2 separate regions of the Mus musculus genome follow, and region 1 is linked to region 2. The links are chromatin contacts, called in public HiChIP or PLAC-seq maps. All regions are on one chromosome and are shown on one strand. The core of a region is the stretch at or near the end of the contact, and the rest is flanking DNA. Distances in the headings are between cores, read along the strand shown. Region 1 has its middle 63 kb from the start of n-TNgtt9. Region 2 overlaps Dnajc1 (DnaJ heat shock protein family (Hsp40) member C1).

Region 1 (2,700 bases), core at 38-2,537, 150 kb before region 2:
CTATTTTACTTCCTTCTTTCCTGTTTGTATCTATTTTATGTACTTTTCTCATATTGTGCTGGTTAAGACTTTAATGGGGTGGTAGAGTTTGCTAGGGAAGCCCTCTGGTTGGAGTTTTTCCTCTCCTAAGAAATTTTGATTACTGTTTTAAGCACCTTACTAGTTAAAGGTCATTCAAAATTTCCAACCATGATTCAACTCTGGTAGATTGCACAGTTCTAAGAAAGTGTTTATTCTAGCTAGGTTATCCAGTTATCGGGTTTGCAATTGCTGATTATATTTTCTCCTGTCTTTTTGTGTTAGTGAGTGTGATAGCAATGGCCCCACTTTCATTTCTGCTATCTGCAGTCTCTTTCTCTGTCTGTCTCTCTCTGCCTCGCTCTCTGTCTCTGTCTCTGTCTCTCTCTCCTTGTGTCTCTATCTATCTCTCTGCCTCTGCCTTTCTCTCTTTCCGTCCCTCCCTCCCTCCCTCCCTCCCCCTTCCTCTCTACCTTGTGCCCTACCCCTACCTCTACTGTCTCTTTCTTAGACAGTGTAGCTAAATATTTATTAACTTTTCAGAGTTAACTTTAGATTTTGTGAATTTTTGCTATTTTTACTCTCTTTTATTTTTCTCAATCTTTATTGTCATTATTTCCTGTTATCTTAGTTTATCACTTTGTAAGGCTCCTTAAAGCACCCAGACTATAGTTTTGAGCTTTTTGTTATTTTTTTAAACTGTACTGCATATTCACAGTGACAGCTCACTCCCTTGCTTGTCCTTGTGTTTGCAGTAAGCTAGATACATTTCCAATGTGTCTTAGAATTTCTGCCTTGATGAGAGTGGTTCAGAGTATGTTGTTTGGTTTTCCCATGTTTGTAAATTTCCAATGAATTTTTAGTTTCATTTCATTATGACAAGAAAAATATTTTTATATATTCAGCCTTCTAAAATTCATTAAGGCTTGTTTTGTAGCCTAACATATGGTCTGTCCTGGAGAATATTCCATATGCACTTGACAAAAAAAATTGTGTATTTTGTAGCTGTTAGCTGAAGTTTTTTAAACGTGTGTGTGTGTGTGTGTATGCGCGCGCCTGTGTGTGTGTGTGTCTATGTATCTATCCACTATCTATACATCTGTCTGTCTTACTATGAGGCCTCTGTATCTACAATGCCCTGAGTCTGGAAAACCACACCCCTAATGGTCACACATCCGTTTTCTTATCATTGCTCAGATCTATGTTCACATAAAACCCCAGAGAAATTTTCCTCCAACCACAGGGTCTAAAGCCACACTTCAGCTCTCGGCATCCCCGTCACACTCAGTTTCCTGGTATGTTTCATAGCATACTACAATCTGAAATTATATGACTAGTAGATTCTTTACTTGTTTGCTGACCTTCCCAGCAGAACATAAGTTCAGAGAAAGAAGAGATGGTCTTGTTCTAGCAAGTAAACATCTGATGAATATTTATTAACTACCACCTTGCCCTTTAATAGGATGCCATTTCTTCTGAGATAGTTTTTTGTGGCTTTCATGCTGGGAGGCACAAGAGGCAGCTCATACTCTGGGTAAGTTTCCTGTGCATTTTCCATCTCTAAGATCTGCACTAGAATTCTCCTTGCCTTTTGTGTGAAGTTGGAAGTCTGATTGCCTGCTAAGTCTGGACTTTGCATATTAAGTTTGCCTACTTTAATGATTAAACACTTACTTTTCCCTTGGCTGGCTTTCCCCATTTTAGAGCAATTTTCATGAGACTTCTTTTCCTCAAGCAAACCGACTCGGTGGCCTTTCCACTTTGTTCCTGTTCTTCCACAAATGGCACAGTGCAGCATGTATTTTCTAGACTGATTGTTCATTAAAGTACGCTTCAAGAAACCAAACAAAAAGGAGATATAGGAAGAGGGGCACTGTGTAAAATGGCTTCAGTTTGGAAGAGAAGAGAATTTTTTTTCTAAACAGTCCTTGGTGTGAATGGCAATTTGAAAAAATGGTCACTTCAATGGAGAGATTGTTTACTGCAAGAAAAAATAAATGGACTCCTTTGTTCTCCAAATGCTGGTGGCTAGTGTGCATTTCTCCAGATTTGCACTTTATTGCTTTTTATGCTATTGTGTTGAACTACAGACTAGAGTACATATATACACACATATGTACACGTACACATACGCACGTGAAAGCACACACACACACAATCTCATATCTTCATGCATAAAATAGACATCTTGTTTTTTCTATAATTCTTTTGTTAGTTGTATACTGTTTGTTTTGTGAGAAGAGATCTCTCTCTGTAGCCTAGGCTGTCCTAGAGCTCATTGCATAGCCCATGATGACCTCAAACTTGTGGGATTCCTTTTGCCTAAGTTTCCCAAGTTTGGGGATTAAATAAAGAAATACTACAGACTATGTCCTCTCTGCATAAGTCTTTCTGTTAGAGGCAGAAATGCTGCAATTAACCAAAATGCATGCATTCCTTAATTATATATTTCAAAAAACTTGAAGTTCAAGACTGTATAATAGTTAATCTCAGTCATTAATTTCATGGAATCTGAAACTGCTTGGGAGATGGACATGCCTGTTGGGGGGATGCCTTCATAAGATCGGGAAGGAAGGCCTGCCTACAATAAGTGGCACCATTTCTAGGCTCAGATCTAAACTGTGTAAGAAGGAGAAATAAGCCAAATGCAAGCAGAATAAATCCAAAATAGCTCTTTCTTCC
Region 2 (2,700 bases), core at 201-2,700:
TTAGACTAGAGAGTGTGAAGACTTAGCTTCTAGTTGTGAGAAAGAGAAATAGGAAACTAAACTTTCCACAGAGTTTCTGGTAAGAAAGCAGTGAAAGTTAGGACAGACGACTTTGATTGTTAGAAAAAACAGCAAAGAGGTTGAAGACCTGTAACAAGCTTTGCTGAGAGAAGGAAAAGAGATTAATGGTCCTTTTATCTATTGAACGATAGTCTGACTTGCAGAGTTGCTTCATCAGTAAAGCTATTGTGGACAAAGGGGAAAAAAGCAAACTAAGCTATCTCTTTTACTGGAATTCTGCCTTTAAGTTGCATTTCATCATTCCTTCTTTAGATAGGCTTTCTCCACATGCCAGATATTTCTCCTATATCCCTATGTATGGGTTCATATGTTGCAAGATTGTAGTCTCCAAACTGCAGAAATTGCAGGAAAGAGTGGGTGGGGGTAGAGTCCTCCAAAATGTATAGATGCTATGAGGACTAATGAAAGCAACAAGACCCTAAAAATTAATTACATCCCCACAAGCATTTCCATCTGCCTTCTAAGCCAGTTCTTAAAATCCTCCTTCTTCTTAGGGGAGATCTAGGGTGGTTTCTGTTTTAGATTATTTGAAAAAATTTTAAATTCTGATCTCAAGTAGAATGTTTAGCATAGGTGGCATAGTTTTTCAGGAATATTGCCTTCCTGACTCAGATACTATATTAGCTATATTAAGGTTTTGTCTTGTTTTGTTTTTGTTTGTTTGTTTTTGCTTTGTTTAGTAGAGGGAAATAAAAAAAAAAAAACCTTAATACTTGACTTTCCGCTTCTGGATGACTGTATTTTGGTCACATGCTTGGGATCAGGTCTAAACTCACATCCTAAACTGACTTAGCAGTTATTGAGAACACATGCACGAGGTCTGGACATTGGGCCACGTGAGTTGTTGTTTGGGTCTAAGAATTAGTGCTTTGGGTACTTGCTTCACCTTTACAAAATGTATTTTGATTCAAGGTTTGGTTTATGTGGCTATCTAGAAAAGAAGGAAGTGGATTTCTGAGAGGAATCTTTACCAAATCTGCATGTTGTAACTTAAACTTACCTAGATTGCAGCTTTTAGCTAAATAGTGTGTTTACGTGGCATAGTGTATCATATTGTTTTCATTTCTCTTGAAGTCTGATGGTAGCTAAGATAAATTCCTGAAGTTTGTCTGGTATTTGAATACTAAGTCCTAGTATTCTAGTTTGTCTGCTTCTAGCTCGTGAGATTATTTCAGGAAGTAGGGGACAGCTGTGTGATGAATAATGTCTGAGAAAGCATCCGTGTGCTCTGGCTCGCTCTCGAGCAGGGTGAGGGGTTTCTGCTACTTACACTTACCATCAGCCCCTATGGCTCTTCACTGATGCTGCTTCGTTTGATGAGACCCTTTACTGCGGTTGTACTGGAGTTATGGAAGAGAAGAGAAATAGGAGAGCCCGTGGGTAACCTAAATTTGTGAAAAGACTGAGGGAAGCTCGTCTCTTCCTTCACCGATCTTAACATGATCATAGAAATCAATAAATATAGCCTTTGTCCCAAGAAGACAGAATTCTTCAGCTCTTTTGCATTTTGTGGCTTAGGAAGAAGAGTTGAGAGAAGCCAGAGCTGAGAACATCCCTTGCTCCTGAAAGGCAAGGGCAATCATTTTAAGTGGCTGTTAATCTTTATTGGGTCTGGATTCCTTCAGACTTGTCCTCGAGCTATCTGTTAGCATTTTGACCAGACAGTTTTGTTTGTTTGTTCATTTGCTTGAGATGTAATCTCACTATGTTACCCCTGGCTGACCTGAAACCCACTGTGTAGACTAAGCTGGCCTTGAACCCAAAGAGATCTGTTTGTCTTTGCCTCCCAAGTGCTGAAAGGCATCTATCACCATGCCTGGCTTTAATTAGTAATTTTTAAAGTATTATTAAGATTCAGTGATAACTGGTGTGTTTGGAGAAAACTTGACATGCTGTTTTTGCATGTAGGATAATGTTGAGCCTTTGAGGGTGTGAGTAACAGGAAAATAGAGAGCTAAGTGTGGTGTGGTGCTCCTGTAATCTTGGCATTTGGGAGGCTGAGACCTCAGGATCAGAAGTTTGAAGACAGCTTTGACTATAAAGCATTTTGAGGCCTGATTGAGCTACATAAGACCTTGTCTTAACAACAAAACAAAAATGCAATAAAAAGACACAACATTTATGTGGATGGCCTTAGTTTATCATTGAACAAATCACATCTTTTGCAGTCTCACATACTTTATAGAAATAAAGCTTTTCACATAAGCCAGTAAGTATTTCACAAGATGTTCTTTACCAAATATTTGAACACCGTGTTGCGGTGTGGGTTTTTTAGTTTTTAGAGTGTGTGGAAATAGGATTCTTGCTCTCAAATACACATAGTTAAAAGAAGCCATATGCCTGTTTGGGAAGCAGGAAGATGAAACAGCAGTACGCCTGTTACTGTCTTAAAAAATACAAAGCTTTTCAAGATGCAAAGGGTTTTTTTGTTTTTGTTTTTTTAAGCCATCAGTGTAGTCACAGATAGAGCCGCTCATGCATCAGCTTGTGGTCTGTGACTTATAAACCCCTTCAGCACGCTCTACAGTCTCTCGAGAACAGTCTGCCCAAGGGAAGTTACTCTATCTGATTTTCCTAGAAGAAAAATTGAGGTGACTCTAACAAAACCAACCAAACAAA

The links. HiChIP or PLAC-seq counts read pairs in DNA pulled down with a chosen protein or histone mark.
Region 1: a contact with region 2 is called in an H3K27ac HiChIP or PLAC-seq map of the HPC-7 cell line, with 7 times the contacts expected there. The contact joins two enhancer-like sites. A contact is called at or near these places in 1 of 15 datasets of contacts at CTCF or cohesin (the G1E-ER4 cell line), 19 of 484 Hi-C or Micro-C datasets (the BV-2 cell line, the Ba/F3 cell line, the C10 cell line and 14 more) and 2 of 115 datasets of contacts at active chromatin or transcription factors (CD8 T cells and the HPC-7 cell line).

What each region holds. Positions count from the first base shown.
Region 1 is chr2:18,523,113-18,525,812 of GRCm38.p6, reverse strand. No RefSeq gene overlaps it. Among named protein-coding and RNA genes, the nearest start is that of n-TNgtt9, 63 kb to the left of the region's middle. Within about 2 kb of position 1,287, at least 26 of the 459 cell types and tissues checked have an H3K27ac peak or open chromatin away from gene starts, as enhancers often do. A contact at or near this core is called in the HPC-7 cell line, where this site is marked.
Region 2 is chr2:18,371,186-18,373,885 of GRCm38.p6, reverse strand. The region is part of intron 1 of Dnajc1 (DnaJ heat shock protein family (Hsp40) member C1); the gene reads left to right. Among named protein-coding and RNA genes, the nearest start is that of Dnajc1, 20 kb to the left of the region's middle. Within about 2 kb of position 1,450, at least 20 of the 459 cell types and tissues checked have an H3K27ac peak or open chromatin away from gene starts, as enhancers often do. A contact at or near this core is called in the HPC-7 cell line, where this site is marked.